2 separate regions of the Pan troglodytes genome follow, and region 1 is linked to region 2. The links are chromatin contacts, called in public HiChIP or PLAC-seq maps. All regions are on one chromosome and are shown on one strand. The core of a region is the stretch at or near the end of the contact, and the rest is flanking DNA. Distances in the headings are between cores, read along the strand shown.

Evidence for each region. HiChIP or PLAC-seq counts read pairs in DNA pulled down with a chosen protein or histone mark.
Region 1: a contact with region 2 is called in an H3K4me3 HiChIP or PLAC-seq map of stem cell-derived excitatory neurons, with 3 times the contacts expected there. The contact joins two enhancer-like sites. A contact is called at or near these places in 1 of 7 Hi-C or Micro-C datasets (induced pluripotent stem cells) and 1 of 1 datasets of contacts at active chromatin or transcription factors (stem cell-derived excitatory neurons).

The regions. Positions count from the first base shown.
Region 1 is chr4:22,513,072-22,517,506 of NHGRI_mPanTro3-v2.0_pri, reverse strand. It overlaps ARB2A (ARB2 cotranscriptional regulator A), which reads right to left. Exons shown (of 9, transcript XM_063810257.1): 9 at 1-2,508. The coding sequence ends at 2,366. Among named protein-coding and RNA genes, the nearest start is that of NR2F1, 38 kb to the left of the region's middle. Within about 2 kb of position 2,861, at least 21 of the 24 cell types and tissues checked have an H3K27ac peak or open chromatin away from gene starts, as enhancers often do. A contact at or near this core is called in stem cell-derived excitatory neurons, where this site is marked.
Region 2 is chr4:22,222,535-22,226,682 of NHGRI_mPanTro3-v2.0_pri, reverse strand. The region is part of intron 4 of ARB2A (ARB2 cotranscriptional regulator A); the gene reads right to left. Among named protein-coding and RNA genes, the nearest start is that of POU5F2, 170 kb to the left of the region's middle. Within about 2 kb of position 1,607, at least 1 of the 24 cell types and tissues checked has an H3K27ac peak or open chromatin away from gene starts, as enhancers often do. A contact at or near this core is called in stem cell-derived excitatory neurons, where this site is marked.

The DNA.
Region 1 (4,435 bases), core at 1,612-4,111, 290 kb before region 2:
GAATCTGATCACTTATCAGTTGGTGGTCTGGAATAGTTTGCCTAGCTCCCTCTGGGCTGCTACAGCTCAGATTCACAAGTAGAAATTACATTTACACAACTTAAGTTTGCAAATAGCTCTCCATAAATAGTTAAACAAGGCCTAACCATCCAGTAGTTTTAAAGTATTAGAGGCAATTAAATAGTGATTTATTCTAGCTATAAGTAAAGGTTTAAAAAGAGGAGAGATGATTTGAGAGAAGGAATAGCAGTGATTTGGTTTATAAACAGCATATTTATTGTGCTCTAATTCAGGTGCAGAAGCTTCGCCAATTTAGCATTGCACAAGTGTTGGTTTTTTATAAATGCTATAAAATTGTTTCCTGTCAACATTTTCATATACTGAAAACACAACACAATTTATAATACCTTGAAAAATATATTCAATTCACATCAATTCTTGAATCTCTCACTGGAAGGAATGTTTGTCCCTCAACTAAGATTCCGGAACACTGCTGAAGATACCATTATTTTACACAGTTCACCACTACTTCTAAAATAGTAATGATTGGATAAAAAGGGTCAATATCACAGACAAATGTGCTTGATGTTGTTGGGGTTTACTCATTTTAAGCCATCTGGTAGCTGAATAAAATGCCATTTTTATTTTTCCTCCTATATAGTTGATTTTGCTTAAGTAACACGAAAATATATGCATACCTGAGCACTGAAAAAACATCTTTAATTTGTCATCATTAAGACTATAGAACCAATGAATGTACTTGTATGTCAAACACAGCAATGAGATATTAACAGCTTTAAAACTTGTTGAAATCGGTTCATAATATAAAAACATTTAAGCACGAAGTGGTTGATTTTAAGTTACTTTTCTGAGGCATTAGACAGTTCGAAGTCATTTTGGGTACATTTTATCATGTCCTCAAATAAGGCAGGCATATTAATTGTTGCACACACTTTAAAAAAGGATGAAAACTATTAAATTTATGTTCTCATCTATTAGAAACAATCTTTACTAGGTAATTAAACTTGTCAAGTAATTAAAATATAATGTGAAATTTTAAGATTTTAATCTAAAAGTCAGCAAAACCTTAACATCTCCTGTATTTCACAGTGTTGGCCACATCTTAGCTGGATTAAAATACTTAATTGTTCAAACTGTAGGGCTAAACCCTACAGAGGAAGCGGAGTGCTAAAAATTATACCATTGGACTGAGAGAAGAAATTCTTTCACACCAAGTCCTTCTCTTCTTGTTAAAGCAGAAAACTAAAAGGATAATTTTAGCCCCACTTAGCCTTTCAGAAGAAAAAGGCTGCAGAGCACAAAGGTTTCGTTTCCTGATGACAATAAAAAAATTCTCTCCCTAGAAGGGCCTAACTCCAGGAAAGCTCAGAATAGATCATTCTGGAAAGGATTAACAACAACAATCTTTCTCTACAGAGAGATTTAAAAAGCAAAACTTAAGTGTGTTATATCTAAATTACAATGCCACTCAGTACACATTATGTGTTTAAAAAGTAAAGTCAATCCCAGTGATAACAGTTGGAAATTCCATTGAAAATGGGACCTTTCACACCTACACTTAAAAGAGCTGCCCATCATTGTTTTGGTTTTAACAGTCTCTTCTGAAATCAGAGACTTGTGTAAACTCTCACAATTAGCTGGCAAAAGGATTTTCAGCAGTAATGCGGATTCAGCACTTTATAGATTTTTATGCAGAGTTGTTTTTTTTCTGGTCCCGAAATGAAAACAGGGAGAGAACAATTTGCACTCCCCAAACTACATGGTACATCATGGCATTCAGGTTCTGAATTTGAAATCGGCTTTGGAGTGTGTGTGGAACTTCCTTAAAAAAAAAAAAAAAAAAGAGGTGGGTAATAAGATGCCCTCAGGGAAAAACCTAGTGAAAATGGAAATCTGAAGTCTGGAATAGAAGTTTGCTCCAGTTGAGAGCGGGGAAAGATGGACATAATTAAGGAGGGGGAAGCAGCAGCGGCTCCGCTACGGCGGGCACTAGGACCGCGCCGACGCCGCCGGACCCGCAGCGCCCGCGCGGTCTCCGTCAGGGCAATTAGAGCCTCGCCGGCCGCGCCAGGCAGGGCGCTGTCAGCCTTAATGTGAGCGCTGACTGGCAGCGCTCAGCCCGCGCTCAGCCCGCAGGAAGCACGACCAGTGAACCCATATTGCTTTGACAGTTGCACTCATCTAGAAATAATGCAAAACGCTATTTAGATGTATATATCACGACCCTGTGCTCTGGGAAGAAAACAATCTAATGAGGGGCTGGGAGTCCGCTCGACGACACAAGCAGTGAGGAGGCGTGCGGGTGCGTGCGCCAGGGCGGCCTCCCCCGTCGCGCTCGCTCCTCTTACAGCTCTTCGTGCTTGATGCGGTGCGAGCGGCGCGTCACAGCCGGCTTCAGGGAGCTGGTCTTGGCCTCTGAGGCTTCGGTAAAGAATTTGAAAATAGACGGAAAGCTCTTCCAGGAAGTTAGCTCGTGACGGTCGGTGCCTGCAAAGAACCACACATTCGGTTACCAGGTGGCCACGCGGGGCCGGGCGCGGTGAGGGCGGCGAGGGCCAGGCCGAGCCCCGGCTCCCGACCACCCGGTCCCGCCCCTCCCCGCCCCTCCCGCCTGCGCCCCGCCTCAGCCGCCCGCGCCCCGCCCCTCAGCCAGGACCCCCGCCCCCTCGCGGGCGCGGGCCAGCCGACTCCCAGGGCACAACTAGGGCTGCGGGGTCACTTGCCCCCTGGCTCAGAGGAACTCAGACTTCGCTATCCGCGGCGTCTAGGCGTCTCCGGCCTCAGTCCCCATCCCTCTCCCAACGCGGGGACGCGGCCCGGATCTGTCCCGGGGTCGCCCGAGGCGCGGCTGGCCGCCCGAGGCCTCCGCCTCTCCGGGCCAATGGAAGCGCTGGGCGGGAAGGGCCACTCCCTCTCCCTCCGGGAAACCACCCACTCCCGAGACTCGGCGCGCGCGGGGATTGGTTTCCCCTGCGTGCGGGATCGCACAGCGCCTGTTTCCTTGCTTCCCAAGGGGGTGGTGTGGAGGGGAAGGGGGAATGATTTTTCTTGCGTCTCCCGGAAGCTGTGCTGTTAGACACGATTACCTCAGCTAGGTCACTGAGACCAAATCATACGGGACGCTTAATGAAGGACCGCATTCAAAAGGGATTACGCCTTGAAGTGTCCTGGCGGGCGACATTTTTACAGATTTTAAGGGGCAAATTTAGAACAGCTAAAAAAAAGGTTTCAAAGCCGTGACTACTAAAAGAGCATCTAGGCCTCCCATTTTGTCAGGAGGAATTCAACTTAGAAAATGCAGGTTAGTTGTCAATTTATGGGGTTACTTTATTTTACTACAGCTTCTCTCTGTGGTTTCGATGTAATACTAATGTACAGCATGTTTTCAAATCAGATCGACCTTCAGTTTAACACAGGCAGCGGATAACACGGATGCAAGCATAAGAACATATGAGGAAATACATTTAGCTATTTTTGACTCCCTGTGATGGCTTATGTAGCATTTTACCAGTGGCTTCATAAATGAGCACTTTTTAAAATTAAAAATTAAAATAATTACAGACTTCCACAGAAATAATGAGTGAATAGCTTTTAAACAGTTGAAATCTCTTCCTAGATCACTCAATTATGCAGAGAGATACCGCTTGGAAGTCTCCGGATTCAGGGCCTCAGTCTGATACTTTAACATTGTTAATGATAATTCTTTAGTCTGTAATAGTAGGTCATTGCTATGGTTACTCTACAATGGTGCAACACTTTGCTTTCCCCTTCAGCTATTCGCTGAGACCTGGTAACCACATTTGTTGCCTAGCAACAGTTTTGTGACAGTATCACAATCTAGGAGTTACAACAATAAGGATGCTATGGCTGCTGTCGGCCAGAGAGCAGAAAGCTACAGTCTGTGCCTGACTTAGCTGTGGGAGCTGGCCCTACTAGAGAACCCCTCTCTCTTTATCAGTGCCCTCCCAAGGATTCTCCCTATCCTCCTTTCCTCTGCAGACTGGCCTCATGAACCTGAATTTGAAACTAAGACCCAGTATTAAAGTCATATCCCCCAACTCAGACTAAAAATGAGGTCATTTTATTTGCTTACTCATTTTGGGCAAAATTCATTGTTACTCAATAGGAAGGAGGGATGAGTGTAGGTTTATCTTGTTAAATCCTAAAGTGCTAGGTGGATTTTGACAATTCTTCATAGAATTCTTGGGGGAAAATTATATATATATGCCTGCTTGCATCAATAGGTGTTATAATACATAACATCTAGGTATTATTATATTTTTACTGATTTATTCAAATGACAATCTTAAAGGATTCTTTTGAATTTGGAGGCATTTATATTTTCCAAACCTAAGTGAGCAGTTCTACATATGCTCAGACATACCTGCTTTAAATGATATTTGTGGGTAGATCT
Region 2 (4,148 bases), core at 358-2,857:
TTTACACATTACTCTTTATTACCTATTCTCTGATAAAGTATATTTCCATGGGGGGGGGCAATTATATAACTATATGATCTTCTTAAAGCCTTGAAAAACACATCTGATACAAAAGAATATAAAGACCAAAATGCTGAAAAAAGTATAGATGAACATTTTTTTAAATGCAGTAACATATGTCCTTTTACAGTATGATTCTAAAAATGTTCAGAAAAAAATCTAAACTAAGGTGCTTTAAACAAATATGTAGAGTATTTTATTGGGTAAACTACTTAGGTAAAATAAGCATTTTCCACATTGCTTAAAAAAGATAGCAAGAAACATGCCATAAATATTTTAGTAACAAAAGATTTTAACAATACATACTATACTACTTTAGTTTTTCACAAGACATATCTGACCTGATCCGAAATAGAACATGATAAATACTGTTCAGATATAATGTATGTGGTATTGTGACACATAACTAGCACAAAAGCTCTTTCTTTAATCAAGCAATCATAATTGTCAAGGCATATGCAAAGAATGAGACCTAAAATACAGTTAACATTTTAAACTACAGGGAAAAAACACATTATTTCATACGCTATGCACTCAAGAAGACATTTATATTGCAATTTTCTTACTGCTATTGTGACAGGGGAAAAAATTCTAATAGCTTCAGAATCATATGTATTCAGCTTTTTTCTGAACATCTATAAAACATAAAAACAGTTTAATGTTCATTTCCTACAAGAATTCACATTCAGAAGAGAGTCATCAAAGTTTACTACATGTAAGATAAGTAATACTGACAGCGTTCTCTAGCTTAACATTTCCCCTGAATCCTCTCATTGTTGTTTAACATTACTGTATACTGGAAGAGTACGTTTCTTTTTGTTACAGTGTGCTGACTTACAGCATTTAGAGCAATATTAAGTTCTCTTTAGGAATACAGAGAACTTTCTAATACAGTCTGAAAAAATTCAAAGTAGAATCTATATTATGGAAATTAAGAATCTAGCAGCAATAATATAGGTTTTGAAACCACTAAATTTGAAGGTAAAAAGACTCAGAATACTGTAAATTTCAATTAGACCCTTGCGATTGTTTTCCTTTGTAGTAATATATCGGAATACATTTTGTCAAGATTTCTTTAATCGAAACCAAAACCCACTAATATTTGTCTTGGATTATTCTCTTGAGATATTCACATATGTTACATGGAAGAAAGAAACTTAACAACTAGAAAAAAGCTTGAAAGAAGGCTTCTTCGGAAATCTATGAAGAAGTACACAGAATTATTGAATTAAAGCAAGAAGATCATTTCAATGCTTAGTGCATTCTAAAGCATTTATATCTAGAAAGTAGATGAGACAAAACAGGAAAAGGTTCACCTTTCTACAGTTCATGTTGTTTGTGGCATTAGTCACCACACACACACACACACATACACACAAACACATTTCATAGAAATCACACTCCTACAATGTTCTTTTTAATCCGTGTCTGAGATCTGAGTGATTGTATGTTACACTCCTCTTTCTTTGATCTTCCTCAGTACTCAGCTCACTGTTAACTGTCCTGGGTGGTCTCCCATCAGGGCTTAGTGATCAGTGTCCCTCTCTATTGGCTGCCTTCTAGGGATTCCTATCAGCTGTATTCTTACATGCATCTGACAACTTTATTAGCTCACTCGGATTGTGCTTCAGAACATCTCCACAGCACATATACTCTTTCTCAAACAATCACACTTTTGTAGTTGACTCAGAACAAATAATTATATGAACACTTCAGCTGTTATACTCAATAATAAAGTCGAAATGAAGAGAAATTTCACATTATGTATAAGTCAGAGCTTAGTTTTCATGTTCAGACTAAAAAAATCAATTCTAGATTGATTTTTGTGTATATATCGTTATTGTCAGAGGATTAATTGATGAATTTTTCATTTGATGAGTCAGTTGGAACAAGCTCTGAGGCACTTAGTGAGCAGAATTCTAATTTACTCTGGTTCTTCACACTCTGCAGTAAACTCATCAATTTTGATATTTTATCATAATTTGCTTGCTCCCAAAATGTTCAGAATAAGGTTCCAACACAAAATGAAAGGTATTTAGTACTGTGAATATCTTTGTATTTCTAGGCTATGTCATTAGTGTAATTTGGATTTTGAAAACTGATTGAACCCTTTTAAAAGATATTAAACCTCTGTCTGATTCAACCTGTCCATTTTGAGTTTTTATTTCATTATGATCTAAATCTCCACTGTATAGCTAGTTTCCATCCACTTACCTAAAAAGTTTTGCAAAGCAAATATAATAACTCTTCAAAAACACCATATTTATAACCTGACAGTGTAAAATCACACATTAAAATTATGGAAATTTTATTTTGGTCCCAAAAAAGGCATATTCCCATGATAAACAAAAAAAACTTAAAAATCCTAAATATTTTCTAAGAAATATTAAATGCATTTTATTGCCCAAATACCATACTTGCTAAAAAATTTAAAATTTCATAGTATACTTTCAAGTGCCTCACAAGAATAAAGACAAGCAAATAATTCTTCATATTTCTTTTTCTTCTTCATATTCCTTACTGAACACAACATCTTAGAATATAGCTGTGTTTTCGAAAGGTAATCTGCCACACCTCTAAGATCTTCTATGCATTTATTTTTCATGTAAAGGAAGACCATTTTTTTAAAAAAAAATTTAGCATACATATTACTTTGGAAAATTTAAGTTAATAAACAACTGTCATAACTAACTGTATCAAAGTTCTTTCGGAGATAATTTCTTCTCCCTCTGGAGTTTGCTTTTAGGTTATTCTTTTCAATAACATCTTTACGTTTATTATTTTCCCCATAGTCTCCTTTTTCTCTGTACTTGTGGTGCTAAGTCCTTGCCCTAATTCTAAGGCTGGTGAGAGCAGATGTGGCATATTGCTCTGATTCCCCACACTTAATCTTCCTAAAAGGGTCCCATATGTAGAGTTTCTATAGTCAAAGGGGCTGGAAAAGCCTCCTTCTGTGTTTAAACTAATCAACAAGATTTTCTGTCGGCCAGGAGAAAAGTCAGTTTTGATGCTCTTACTCTCCCAGTGCTGTGAACTGTCTTCACAGAACTATCAGCATCAAGGACAGGGAGCAAGGGGTCATGTTCAACTAAGACTCATATAACCTCCTACTTCTCTATTCTTGCAAGCGTCCCCTTTTCTACCTCTATGACCTTGTCACTTTCCTTCATTACTTTGTCCTCCTCGGATACTAGAGCCAATAACGATAGCATCTACACAAGAGAACAGCTTGGAACATGAGCTGAATGAAAAACTGATTTCCAGTCAGTTTTGCTGTCCTATTGCTTACTTCCTTAGAAAAGGATAAAAAAGAGTGTAGATTATTTGAGCACTAACCATATCCTAAGTTCAGAACTCTCAAATATCAGACTAAGATGGCATAATAAAATTCCCAGACAACTTTTGTGTTTAAGTAATTTTCTTTGGGTTAGTTTATATCAGTTTTTTAATATTCACTTTTAAGCCTATGTAACAAACTAAACTTTATGGTTGCTGGTCCAATATAAACTTCTACAAATTTTATGCTAAAGCTAAATGTGAAAGAATATTCCTTGAAATTATTATAGTGATTAAACTATTATAACATTGAGTAATTTTAATCACACCAATTTAATGCAAAATGAGTTTAATTAATAATACAATAGAGCTTGGTTTTAGAGTGTGAAATATCAAACTACACCCTCAAGATCAGTCTAGATAAAATATTCTCCTTTCTGTGACCTAGAACATCCTTCCATGGAAGATTCCTATTACAATCCCGCAGATTTAGACTACTCTTCCTACTCAAGATAGTGAACAAAGAAAGTCACAGTAGACAAACTAAACTCTGAAAAATCTGCTACATCTTATTAGCTGTCTTAAAAGGCATAAATAATGATCAAGGAGGGTTTGGGAATCTGTAGATTTTCCTTGTTAGTAACACTTTGAATTCTGTAACCATGGCTAATATAGAGCTATGAGTACTCCATATGAAAATAATGTTGTGAGGTGAATAGGAAAACTGGAAAATAAGATTCTAAATTTTCCCTTAAGTTATAGTAATCTATGCTGTAATGTAAATGTTTATAAAGTTTAACAATGTTGAAAGT